Regions from separate parts of the Drosophila melanogaster genome. Here region 1 is linked to region 2. Evidence: chromatin contacts called from public HiChIP or PLAC-seq data. All regions are on one chromosome and are shown on one strand. Each heading gives the region's core, a stretch centred on a gene start, on an enhancer-like site or on the middle of the called end of the contact. The rest is flanking DNA. Distances are from core to core; before and after follow the strand shown. Region 1 holds the start of CG9986. Region 2 holds the start of CG4951.

Region 1 (6,374 bases), core at 1,644-4,143, 650 kb after region 2:
AACAATTGGAACAATGGTGGCAATGATTTTGGAGGCTACCAGCAGAACTATGGCGGCGGTCCGCAGCGAGGTGGCGGCAACTTCAACAACAATCGCATGCAGCCCTACCAAGGAGGTGGTGGATTCAAAGCAGGTGAGCAACAGCACGTCTGTTGATGCATTACTGATAACAACTAGATAGCAAGACACAGTACCCTGACACCTAACTGTTAGAGCGTCGATAGAGTTTGGCAGTTAGCTTATTAAACGCTGTGAGATCAACTGACGATGGCCTTCGCTATGTTATGCGTATGTAAGATAATCCCAGTACGACGTAACACGCAGCCACGTTACAGTTTTTTCATGAACAGTCACCACCAGTATAGAAACTAGACTAGAAAGACGATTGGATATGTTCCTAACGATCCTGGGTTTTCTTTTAGGCGGTGGCAATCAAGGCAACTATGGCGGAAACAATCAGGGCTTCAATAACGGTGGCAACAACCGCAGATATTGAGAGAGATTCCGGACGAGGTGAGACATCCAAATAACCACTACTAACACAAAAATATACATAGTCCAAGGCGAATTCAGGCCATAACTAACCGCTTATCTATCCCGTATGACCATTAATCTTTCGCTTGATTTGACAAACATATGTTGTGTGTTTTTTTTTTTTTATAATAGCGCCCTTATCGGCATTTTTGGTAGTTTATAAAGCATATTGAGACTAAAAAGCAAAACGGCTGAGACAGTCCGACCCACCTTACTCAACAAACTTATATACGTATTTACACTTTTAAGTATTTAGAGAACAAAAACCCATCAACCAATTAAGAACTCCTTTTCATACCAATTGTTTTAAATAACGTTTCTCATTTATCGACATTTTATAGGTGATAAAGTAAAAGTCGCTCAGTATAATCCCAAAATTCAAAGTCAAGTAAACGATACGCAATTCAATGATCAATATGATGAAGTATGAACGCACGTTCATAGTCCTAAGAAGTTTTCCGAGCACCACAAACCAAACATTACAGATTGATTGATCAGGATCAGTGCAGTGCAGTGAAGTCGTAAGAAGTTTGGTTCAGTCTTGGATTAGAACAGAAAGAGAGATCAGTACCAAGCAAGACCAGACCAATACAGAGTGCAGTGCAGTGCAGAGCAGTGTGTGAGCTAAACAGAAGAAACACAGCAAGTGGCAGTACACGTACACAGAAGGTGACCAGGATTCCATTCAATTTGTCTTTGCAAGCGATGATAAATTGAATGTCAAGAGGCGCATCGAAAACTATCCAATACCCACAGAATTGTAATCTATAATTTGCAACCCATATGTAGCAGCCCATATAAGTAACATTGTAATTAGATCCACAAAGCCGACGACAGGCCAAACATTTGTATCTCCACCACACGAGCAACCAACCAACCAACCTACTTAAAACAACCAGTCATAAACGAATCAGCTATGTAAAACTTCAAGGCGGCAGCCGAGAGATATGTTTCTTTGGTTGCAGACAGCTCTCCAGTCCATCGGCTGCCGGCAACTTTTGATAATCAGAGCAGAAAACACAAAATATATAAAAACATGTATTACATTTTACAACTTTACTAGGCTAAGTTCTCATAGAATTAAATCGAGTAGAGCGTGCGGAGCGACTTCTGCATCCATCCGCACGCTACCCTAGTCTTAATAATTTTACTATTCAAGTTCTAAGCGAACCTGACCGTGTGTGGAGGAATCTAGATACTTAGATTTTTGAATAAGTGTCGACATGGATATAACCTCTTCCGCTGCTTAGATGTAACCGATCAACAAACAACCTTTATTGTAATTTATACCTTTTAGCAAGCAGTCTGTCTGAGGAGTCAGCGCAATTATACTTAACAAAATTTACATTTTAATGTAGCTAAAAAATACAAGATGCAAAAAAAAAAAATAAGCAAGTGTCCCGCAATTGATGTAAACTCTGACGAAAGAACAAAAAGTATATAGCTAAGCCAAAGCCTCGTAGTTTTCTATATTTCTGTAGCAGCATCAGCAAAAGGATCTCGATCAGAATGAGAGTGTATTGCAGAGGTAACAAGGTGCAGCAAGTCTGACCAGGTCCAAAAGCCAGCCAAGAATATGTACTTTACTATAGCATTTGTTGTGGGCGGGCCATTAACGTCGTTCGAGAGTTCTCCTTTCACTCGCTTAACAGGAATCATTTTCCCCTTTTATTTGATTTGCCCCCCGCCTGCTGTACCATGTCATTTACAACCATGTATATTATTGTAATTTCTGTTGCCAGTTGGCTGCGAAAAGTATGCGAAGCGCTGAAAGACTGCCGCCGCGCTACTGAATGCAGCCACGGAAGGTGCCCGCGTTTGCTAGCAACTCCGGTCGCTGGGTTTCGGTTCCCTCTGGGTAAGTAATCCTCCGCAGATCCCAAATCCGGAAAAAGTTGTAACTTTCAGGTGGTCTGAATCGGCTCGTCGCACCTGAGGATGGAATGGATGTTGAACGGTTTCCCCTCTGCACCATCGTAAATATACGACTTTTATTTATTACTTCATTTTATTTTCATTATTACTATCTTTGAATAAAGAAATTTCAGAATACCAAACAAAATGATTTTCGTTTCATTTTGAATTAAAATTTCACCAGTGGGGGAAAATAACGGTATTTGAACAATAATGGCGTTGCGAATGTAACGTGATTGGCGTAAAATCGCAAATTCCGTTTTATATAGTTGAATGATTTTCAAAGCATTCATTTTGTTGCATTTAATGTTAAATTTTAATTAGTCCACTGAAAATAATAAATCATGATAAATGAGCACTGTGTCTGTCACTTTGTTGTTGGTTTGAGTCTTCTCTAAGTGGTGAATAAGTTTTCTGCGATATATTTAAGCGGTCGCAATACGGTCATACTAATTGCATTTCTTTTAGGCAGGGGGCGTTAACTTGCGAATTAATGACTATAACTAACTAAAACACCGACTAAGGACCTCTGAAATGGACTCTACTGCCACTCGCACGCTGCCCTTTGTGTACAAGTATAAAAATCATAAAGGCCAAGACTGCGAATCCCGGCTGGACATCACTTTTCCCTTTGACCAGGAAAATCTGGAGGAGTGTATCACCCAGCTGATGGCTCCCAACCAGATGGACCCTATGATGCGGTACCTGGACGAGAATATCAGTGAGTATCAGTATGTGCGGATGGAGTACCAGCTTTAGTCTTGCTATTCCAATTAGAACTCGAACGGGAGCTGCAGAAATTCGTGGATACGGAGCAGCAAAATTTCCTGGACGACCAAGCCGAAAAGCTACTCAAACAGGCGGCCAACGAGGAGATGGACATCGAGGCCATTGTGCGGGACACAGAGAGGCTGTACAAGGAGGAACTACTGCAATTTGCCGATCGTGTGGGTCCCAGCGATGCTGACATATTCGCCCAGAGCTTCCATCGCCTGGTGCACTCTTCGTCCCTGGAGGACATACTCAAGCGAGAGCGTGCATATGCCAAGGTGGTGTCCGACATGACCGATCTTATGGACAGCGAGGTGGAGACGTTGAACAACTCTCAGCAGCAGGAAATGGATAGCCAGATAAATCAGTTGGACATCACCACCACCTCGGAGGATATCAACAATCTGCTGGCGCAGCAGTACACCACGCAGAATTATGTGCGGAAGCGATACGAATCCGAACTAGAAGCAATGATGGGTCATCAGAAGAATGAGTATCGAAATTGGATCACCAGTCAGGTCAGTCAGATGTTTCAAGTGTCGCCGGTGGCCACGCCGCTGGGTAACCGCTCCTCCATGTTCGTCTCGCAACAGCCCTCCATGGAGGAGAGCTTCACCATTCACCTGGGCTCCCAGCTGAAGCACATGCACAACATACGCATCCTGAGTGCCAATGTCACGGAGCTCTGCAGTCCGCTGCACGCCGAGGAGAGTCTTAATGGCCTTAACATGGCTCTGGGATTGTACTCCAGTTCCCTCTGCGGCGTCGTCGTGCTGACCCCATCGATTCAGGCCCAGGCCAACAAGAATATCATTAAAAATGCCAACAAGTCCACCGAGTTTCATTTTGAGCAAATAGACGTTCAGATGGAAAAGATCGAGAAGCAGATTAAGAATTTGACCACTGAAGATTCCAGTGGCAGTAGTACTAGCAACAGCAGTGCCGAGGGCAGTGGCACACCCTCGCCGACCAAGAAGAGCGTGCCCAGACTGAAAACAGGCGACTTCTTCATCACCAAGCACTCGAATCTCTCGCAAACGCATGTTATTTTTCACCTGATTTCGGACGAACCCATCAACAGTCCCAGTGAGATCAACTCGCGGCATCCAGTGATCTTGGGTTTGCGAAACATCCTAAAGACAGCCAGCAGGCACGACATCACCACGCTGACCATTCCGGCTCTGCTGCGTCACGAGATGAGCGAGGACATGACCGTCCAGTGGTGCATCAGAAGAGCAGAGCTGGTGTTTAAGTGCGCCAAGGGGTTTATGATAGAATCTGCATCTTGGGGCGGAGCTGAGTTAAGGTGGCTATTGAGGTTTTGCAACGTGTGAACGTTTTTGCTAATTGTTTTTCCAATTTCAGCACCTTGCAACTGCTACTGCCTGATGACATATCGGAAAGTTTGTTCACCACTCTGGCGGGAATGGTTCCCAGCGTTTTTCACGTGGCCAATCCCAAGATACTTGTGGACACCAGCAAGTAGGCCGCGAAAACATTCCTCAAACTTCACTTTGCAAATAGACTTTAAATTATTTGTATGAATATACAGTTTTATTCAGATTCAGAGTTATATATGTATGTATATGCTTCGTTATTCGTCGCTTCGCTCAAAAAGTTGTTTAAACTTCAACACACTCAGAATTTTCTGTAAATGTTCCTGTATCAATTTTTGTCAATAATTCATCGCAACCTTTTCAAAACTACAACACTACAATGTATAAGTACATATTCTCATATATATAGTTATATTTTAGGCATAGGTATCATGTGTGTATATTACTTCCAAATGTAAATGTTTATCTTTGGTTTCGAACCCCCATGCATTTCGTGTTGTGTGTGTATCTCTGTGGATTGTATTTTAGTCTGTTCGGTTATCTATTACGATTATAATAATGATACTTTGAATAACTCTGACCATTAACTTGTAAATATGCTTTTGAAATATATATTTATGTATATCTAAACAATTGTATTCTGCGGTATGTTATAGGTTTGTTAACAATAATTCGGTTTTTTCTGTTCATTAACATTTCGCTGTTCAACTATGCTTCGTTTTATTCTTTTTGGATTTAGCCCAGTGCGTTGTTTGTTGTGTCTGTGATTTGCTGCTTTGCAGTGGGAGTAGAGTTTCAGAAAATATTTAATTAATGCTTCAGTTGTTTATGTGTATTTGATTGGTTTGTCCGGCTTAAGGGTTACATAAAATTAGTGACAAGTGTTAAGGTACAGGAACGGACCGCTTTGAGTTTTTAGGTGCGAGCAATATAATACACATATATCGTATCTCTGGGATCTTTCTTGTGCCTTTAAAAGCACAAAGTGGGAGTGGATAATCGGTTTTTGGTACTTTGGAAACTGGTTTTAAAGAATTGACATAAACAGCGTAATTAATTGGTAAAGTAGCTCGTATAAATAAATTACGTTTCTATAGCCGATTGCCAATAAATGCGCATTGGAGTAGTATGGCCTTCAGAGCACGATCCCTTGTCTTTGGGAAGCCTGTTCCAGCATAAATTATATTTTATAGTTAAATTATAAGCCGATGCTCTGACTTACGCAATGTGATTTAATAAATACTTTAAAATTAATTCTGAGAACAGTGCTGAGTCTGAGCTCTCTTAAGTATACATTCGTGTCGTGATCTATTTAAATTTCGTTAGTTTTTGCTACATTGAAGAAGAATCTGCTACAGTTCGCATGCCAAAAATGTAATGAAGTATTCTATATATGGGATTTTAGCTTAATACCTGGCGCATGCCTTAAACTACGTCGTATGGGTAGTATGCCTAAATATATTTAGTTAAATCAGAACATATTCAAAAGTTTACTAAAATTGAAACTATCACAAAAAACAAATACTTTCTGAAAAGTACTAAGGTATATAAACTCAAATAAGTTACGATTTAAGGGTTGAGTATGCAAGTGGGTGTTTTGATGCCTTAAGGAGTGAGTTTTTGGGGAGCACATTAATATTTAATCCGGTGCGTTTACATTTGACTCTCCTTGCGCCACTGGAAGGTGCCCGACTTGACGCCAATGCTGGAGGAGCCCTGATTGCTGCTGGAAGAGAGTATGTTGTTGGTGCGCCGGATCAACTGGGAGGCGGCATCAAAGCGACTGCGGATGAGCCGCATTGCTGGATTGCTGGATAC
Region 2 (5,955 bases), core at 177-2,676:
AGCCAATCAAAAGAACGCAAGTTGAAGGCACATTCGTGTTCGCTTTATTTGCATCTAGTCGAGTCACTTACAAAATCTTAACCTCGCGCGGCTTGGGCGTGTCCAGCATGCTGTCCAGCCGCTGCAATGCATTGAACCGCCCTCCGTCCATGTGTTCCACCTTGAAATCTTTGGCCGGCACTGGCGATACTCGTTTCACTTTGGGCTTGGGTCCTCTGCTCTTGCCGCTCCTGGTCTCGCTGAAAATGGCAGCCAGGGAAATGATGAATGAAACTGATCGCTATAGCACCATATTTCTATGGCTTACCCAACTACGAAGTTTTTGAATCGACTCGGGCGTATGGGCGATCGGCCGGAGCGGCGTGCAGGCTTGGCCTCAACGGAGCTGGATCTGGAATTCCTGCGAATAGATCAATAGGCTCTTAGTTCTCTCACATCCTAGCCTTCGCCTAACTCACTGCTGTGATGGACTGTGCGATCGCTTAATGCGGTTGCTCTGCTGCGAGGAACTGGGGCTGCTGGAAGAAGCCTTATCCTTTTCGCCTCCTTGGGAAATGGACCTGCGCTCGCTCTTGATCTTGGTTGGTTGGCTGGCCGTGGTGGAGCTCTTGTCATCCTCGTTGTCGGCGTCAATGTGCTTGGGCTTCGATTGTGTGCTGGAGGGGAAACATGCAGTGGAGAAAACATTAAAATGCATTCAACTTCGGTACATAAAATGTGAAAGGTGCAAAGGTGGTTCATAGCTATTGGGATCAAAAACCACACAATCCAAGCCTATGGAGTATTTGGGACTAATTAATAGGGTTTCCTACCCCGCTTTTGGCTTGGATCCTGAGTTTGCTACGCGGATCTTGCGGGATGTGGGTCTGGTGCCATTTGTTTCTGCTTCCGTGGCAAGCTCGCGCTTGGCGGGAATGACGTCCACAATGGTGGTGTCCTCTTGTGTTATGTACTGCAGCTGTAGGTCCAGGCAGAGATCCTTGGAGCTGGACTCCGTACCGGCCAGAAGAGCGACCGTTGCAGGATGCGACTTATTGGTCGCCTGGACGCGCACGATGATGTGATCGATAATGAGCTCGGTGTCCAGTTGGTAGGCATCCTGCCACTGCTTCAGGTTCTCGAACAGGCGCCATAGACCACACTCAATCCGGCTCCACCGATCCGCGGTCATCCAATGGAAATCATTCTTGGATTCCCGCTCAAAATGGGTCACAGGTGTCGGCAGAACTTTGACGCTGCAGATGACGCGGTGCTTCTTGTACTGAAATGGGAGCTGCTTTAGGACATGGCGGATCACACATCTCAGTGGCTTTTACCTGGTATAATTGCGAAATTAGTTGGCAATCACCGATGGCGGAAAATGACATTTTTATAAAATTGCTATGCGTCCTGATGTGACCGTAGCCGCTGACAGGCACAGCAACAACAATTCGGGGCGGATCTTTGGGCACACTACGAGCGCTTTGGTGGTCTATCGATTGTATTTTTTTATCGACGTTTGGGCGGCAAAAAAGTATCAACTTAAGCTGAATTCAATTCATAAATATTCATTATCTGGAGAAAACTGCAAAATGTTTTTTTGGAACGTGACAAGAAATACTTTTACGTTTTACCACAGAGATCTCTATAGAAAGTATAAAAATAGTAATTATGCATAATGAACATATTAAGAATCCACCTGATATATGCATTTATTTATAAAAAAAAACAACAAAGATAAAAAAGTGTTAAGTGTTAATTAGGACAAAAGTTCAGAACGTGTTCACAATGTGCAATCGTGTGACACAAGTGACGATGAGATTTTGAAACCAAAACTGAGAATTGTTTTTACTCTGAATGAATGAGGGGCGCTATCAATGAATCTCCCAGAACTTACAAATCCTTATCAACAGAAGCGTGTGGCTTAGGTCAAGTCTCGCCAAGAGAACAGCCGGACTACACAGTGCAGCAAAATCGTTCCCATTCTGCGAAAGTGGTTACCTAAAAACTAAGTTGGCTAGAGAGATAGCTTGGATGCCCATGACCTCCTCCTTATTATTCAAAGCAGTGGCTTAGAATGCGCACCAAAGATGGTGAAAGTGTGCGGAACGACGTCATAGTAATATAATTCATTATAATCTCTGTTGTCCAGTGCTGCTGGTCAACATGATTGCGAAAAAAAAGCACACGCCGATGGGATCGGAGAGATGCTGCTGCTTGCTCAGTTCTCAATCGCGTTCCGGATTAGGTAGTCGAGCTTGTTGGGTTTTTCAAATAATCCGGGTCGATCGATCACTGGCCGCACTACTTTATTATATTATACAAACTGCGTGTGTGCCCTGCGAATCGGACCAATATGCTCTCAATCTCGAGCTACTTTCGACTGCCCCTATACACGCGGCTGGCAGTTTGCATCCTGATCTGCGTGATTTTGAATGACTGCGAGGCCAGGAGTATTGGCGACGAGTCCCATGAGAACGCGATTACGGATGAGACGGCCGACTACCTGCGATCCCATGGCGCCATGATGAAGTCCTATATGAACTTCAGCGTCGATCCGTGCGACGACTTCTACGAGTTCGCGTGCGGCAACTGGAAGAACGTGAAAACGCCGCGGCAATCGCCCCATAGGCGGAGCAATATTCTGGACATCAGCTACACACTGATGGACGTGACGGAGCAGCTGCTGACCAGGACAAAGTTGGCGGAGGCACTGAACGTGTCCGCCGAGCTGCTCGTTGCACAACGCTTCTACAATTCCTGCCTGGCGGCCGAGCTCTTTCCGCGGCCCGCTGCCGATCCCGCTTATCTATCGGTTATCAGGTCGCTGGGTGGTTTTCCCGCCGTCGACAGAGACGCCTGGAACGCCTCCAGCTTCAGTTGGTTCAACATGAGCGCCCATCTCAGCAACTACGGCGTTCGCAGTTTGATCCACGAAGAAATTCTGCCGCAGCATCCCTTCAATCCGTACTTCAAGCTACCCGAACTGGGCTTTGACCATGTCGTCCACACCGCTCACGTTGCCAATACGAGCTCGCGGGCCTACCAGCTCAACGAGCATCGCATGCGTGGCTACCTGAAGGAATACAATCTCACGAAGGATGAAATCTCTGCCGTGATCGAAGGCGTCTTTGCTTTTTGGAGCGAGGCGCTCAGTATTGAGGATAAGTTCGAGAGCGATAGGGATAAGTGCGATTTGCTCAGTGAGATTGAGGAGGTGCCGCGATTTGGTCAGTGGAGGAGCTACTACGAGATAGCCTGGAATGGTATAGACTTTTACAACGGCTCGTCCGGTGGCGAATTCTGCGACTTTTACTATGTGGAGCTCGACAAGGTGTGCGCCAAGCATACGGAGGCGGTGGCCAATTATCTAGCCATGCGGTTTCTCTACCGCATGGACGACAAGCTGAAGGAGCCCAAGCAGCCGGAGGACCAAAAGGTTAACTGCTTGATGATCGTCCAGATGACGCTGCCAAATCTGTTCAACAGGCTCTACATGGCGGTGAGTTGGATGCTGTGAATATGTGAAGCTTAGCTTTTCAATTGATATCAACTAACTTTCATAGGAGCACTTCACCGACGAGAAGCACTCGGAGATCTCTGACATGGTGACCGAAATGCGAAAGGCCCAGCGACAGATCCTCGAGAGTGTGGAGTGGTTGGACGCGGAGACGCGAGCAGAGGCTCTGAGCAAGGAGGCCGGCATCACGCCAGTAATCGGCAGTTACAAAAACGAAGAGCTGTCGGACACTCTAATCCGCGAGATCAACAATCTGACCATTGTTGAAGGCAGCTATGCCCAGAGTTTGATCAATCTGCGAGTATTGGGCACCTATCTTCATCGCTACGCTGGCTTACATGCGGACGAGCTGCCCAAGGACACAAAGCCACTGACACTGCTCGTGGGAATGCAGGTGAACGCCTTCTACTACAATCTGGATAACTCGGTGTACGTGATGGCGGGAGTACTGCATCCGCCTGCGTACCACCGTTCATGGCCCGATTCCTTGAAGTTCGGCACCATTGGCTATCTGATAGGTCACGAGTTGACCCACGGCTTCGATACGGAGGGCTCCAGTTTCGACAGCGCCGGCGAAGTACGCGACTGGTGGTCCAGGAAGTCGGAGGCGGTATTCCAGGAACGGGCGCAGTGCTATGTGGATTACTTCAACCAATACTTGATACCGGAAATCAACCAGACAATTCGCGGCAATGAGACAAGGGACGAGAACATAGCGGACGCCGGTGGCTTGAGGGCCGCACTCACCGGCTATCGAAACCACATGAAGCAGCTGCAACGAAGTGGAGCGGATGGGGAGACGTTGGCTCACAAAAACGAGCAGATGCCCGGCCTCGACCTGTCGCCGGAGCAGCTCTTCTTCGTGGGATTCGCGCAGCTGTGGTGCGCCGACTACGAGCCGGAGCACTACTGGGAGGAGCTCACTGGCGCACATACCGTCGATAAGTATCGGGTGCTGGGTGCCGTTTCCAACAACGACGATTTTGCTGAGGTCTACAAGTGCCCACTGGGCAGTCCAATGCATCCGAAGGCTGAGAGTTGTCGGATGTGGTGACCATAAGTCGTATATAAAGGAAAAGATGTAAAATACTCTAGATGTTCAACTACAAAATAAATGAAAACAGGAAAAATAATGCAAATCGACGATATAGTCTTACACATTTCTGCAATTGAGTTAACTCACTCGACTTTACCCATTTACTCTTAATAGTCTCTTTATTTCTAATTGGTTTTAATGAGCAACGTGCTCTGAGGATTTGAAGGCGTTGGGTCCCCGGTAATTCTCGACCAGCAGGGATTTGTAGCGCCTCAGGTGGACGCTGAGTCCTTCCTCGCGCTCGCTGACGGAGAGGATTGAGACGCGGGCCACGACCAGATGGGAAGGATTCGATTGACTAAAGCCTCGGATTACGTCGATTTCATCGCCGACTTCCAGCTGTAAATGGTAAATCATAAGATTGAATTCGATCTATATATGGACTCCATACCTGGGCACTCTTTTTGGGCAGCTTCTTTCCATTGACGCGTATCTTGCTCTCGTAGAAATTCAGTTCCACTTTGCTGTGGGAGGTAAGACATCATGGTTATTGGGGGCATTTAGAAAACCTTCGGCTGTTTCTTACTTTCTCGCCATGCCCAGGCCAGCTTTCAGTAGGAGATCGGCGCGCAGTGAGTTCACCTTGGTCTTGACCACCTTGGAGTCCCTTTCGTCCTTGAAATCCTCATCATCCTCGTCGTCGCTGTCCAAGTCATCCGATGCTCGTGAGGATTTCTTGTCGTACTTCCACGCTGAAGCACTGGTGTGTACAGGAGCCTGCAGCTCTAAGGTGGTTGAGAGTTTAGGCAGACTTTTAGATGGAAATGGCGTCCTTAGGGATCTTCCTAGTCGGGCTATTTGACGAAAAGTCCGGAGCATTTTGTGTGGGCGCCTTAACAATTACGATAACAAACTGAATAACATAACCTAAAAACTACAGCTGTTGCGGTGGCGTTGCCAACCATCTCTAGGACTTGTTTGCCTTTTTGTTTCGTTTCTTTTTGGGTTTCTTGTCGGGATTAGGACGCACTTGGTAGACAGTAAGGGGGCGATAGTTGTGCAGATCTGCGGGCAGGAAATCATCATCATCATGTGGCTCCACCTCCATGGGCTCTGGGCTGGGGGACTTCTCTTTTTTAACAGGGTTATTTTTGACTTCTACTACCGGCTTTTTACTTTTGGCTTTCATTGCCAAATTACTGAGGGCATTGCCCAGTTTTTGGGTCTCCACCTGGACATCCACGCGGTCCAACTTTACTGAGGGTTCGTCCGAGAAGCAGGATATGAAATCATCACCCCAATCCTTCTTTTCAGCCACTGGGAGCTGCGGTTTTTTTTCCTCTTCGGCTGGTTTGATTATTTCGGGTTTCTTCTTGGGTTTTTTGTGCGTTTTCGGGGCTATCTTCTTAGCAGGTGTAGG

What was found. HiChIP or PLAC-seq counts read pairs in DNA pulled down with a chosen protein or histone mark.
Region 1: a POLR2A S2P HiChIP or PLAC-seq map of the Kc167 cell line shows a contact between it and region 2, with 4 times the contacts expected there. The contact joins the promoter of CG9986 here to the promoter of CG4951 in region 2. A contact is called at or near these places in 21 of 107 Hi-C or Micro-C datasets (the D17-c3 cell line, the Kc167 cell line, the ML-DmBG3-c2 cell line and 9 more) and 2 of 6 datasets of contacts at active chromatin or transcription factors (both in the Kc167 cell line).

Annotation. Positions count from the first base shown.
Region 1 is chr3R:28,603,186-28,609,559 of dm6, forward strand. CG9986 reads left to right here and starts at 2,894. Exons shown (of 3, transcript NM_143366.3): 1 at 2,894-3,169; 2 at 3,226-4,525; 3 at 4,585-5,187. The coding sequence starts at 2,983. The coding sequence ends at 4,705. It overlaps Hrb98DE (Heterogeneous nuclear ribonucleoprotein at 98DE), which reads left to right. Exons shown (of 6, transcript NM_170374.2): 4 at 1-133; 5 at 423-513; 6 at 2,277-2,592. The coding sequence ends at 496. CG10011 reads right to left here. Exons shown (of 6, transcript NM_143367.3): 6 at 4,754-6,374. The coding sequence ends at 6,210. snoRNA:Psi28S-3305c (a small nucleolar RNA gene) reads left to right here and starts at 186; the gene lies at 186-337.
Region 2 is chr3R:27,952,686-27,958,640 of dm6, forward strand. It overlaps CG4951, which reads right to left and starts at 1,427. Exons shown (of 7, transcript NM_001104480.2): 1 at 1,317-1,427; 2 at 813-1,261; 3 at 459-656; 4 at 308-400; 5 at 72-239. The coding sequence starts at 1,367. It overlaps Nep7 (Neprilysin 7), which reads left to right and starts at 2,232. Exons shown (of 2, transcript NM_143346.3): 1 at 2,232-3,481; 2 at 3,546-4,641. The coding sequence starts at 2,336. The coding sequence ends at 4,553. CG42487 reads right to left here. Exons shown (of 4, transcript NM_001170281.3): 2 at 5,122-5,955; 3 at 4,987-5,059; 4 at 4,671-4,934. The coding sequence ends at 5,503. It overlaps CG4884, which reads right to left. Exons shown (of 4, transcript NM_001300643.1): 2 at 5,122-5,955; 3 at 4,987-5,059; 4 at 4,671-4,934. The coding sequence starts at 5,414. The coding sequence ends at 4,731.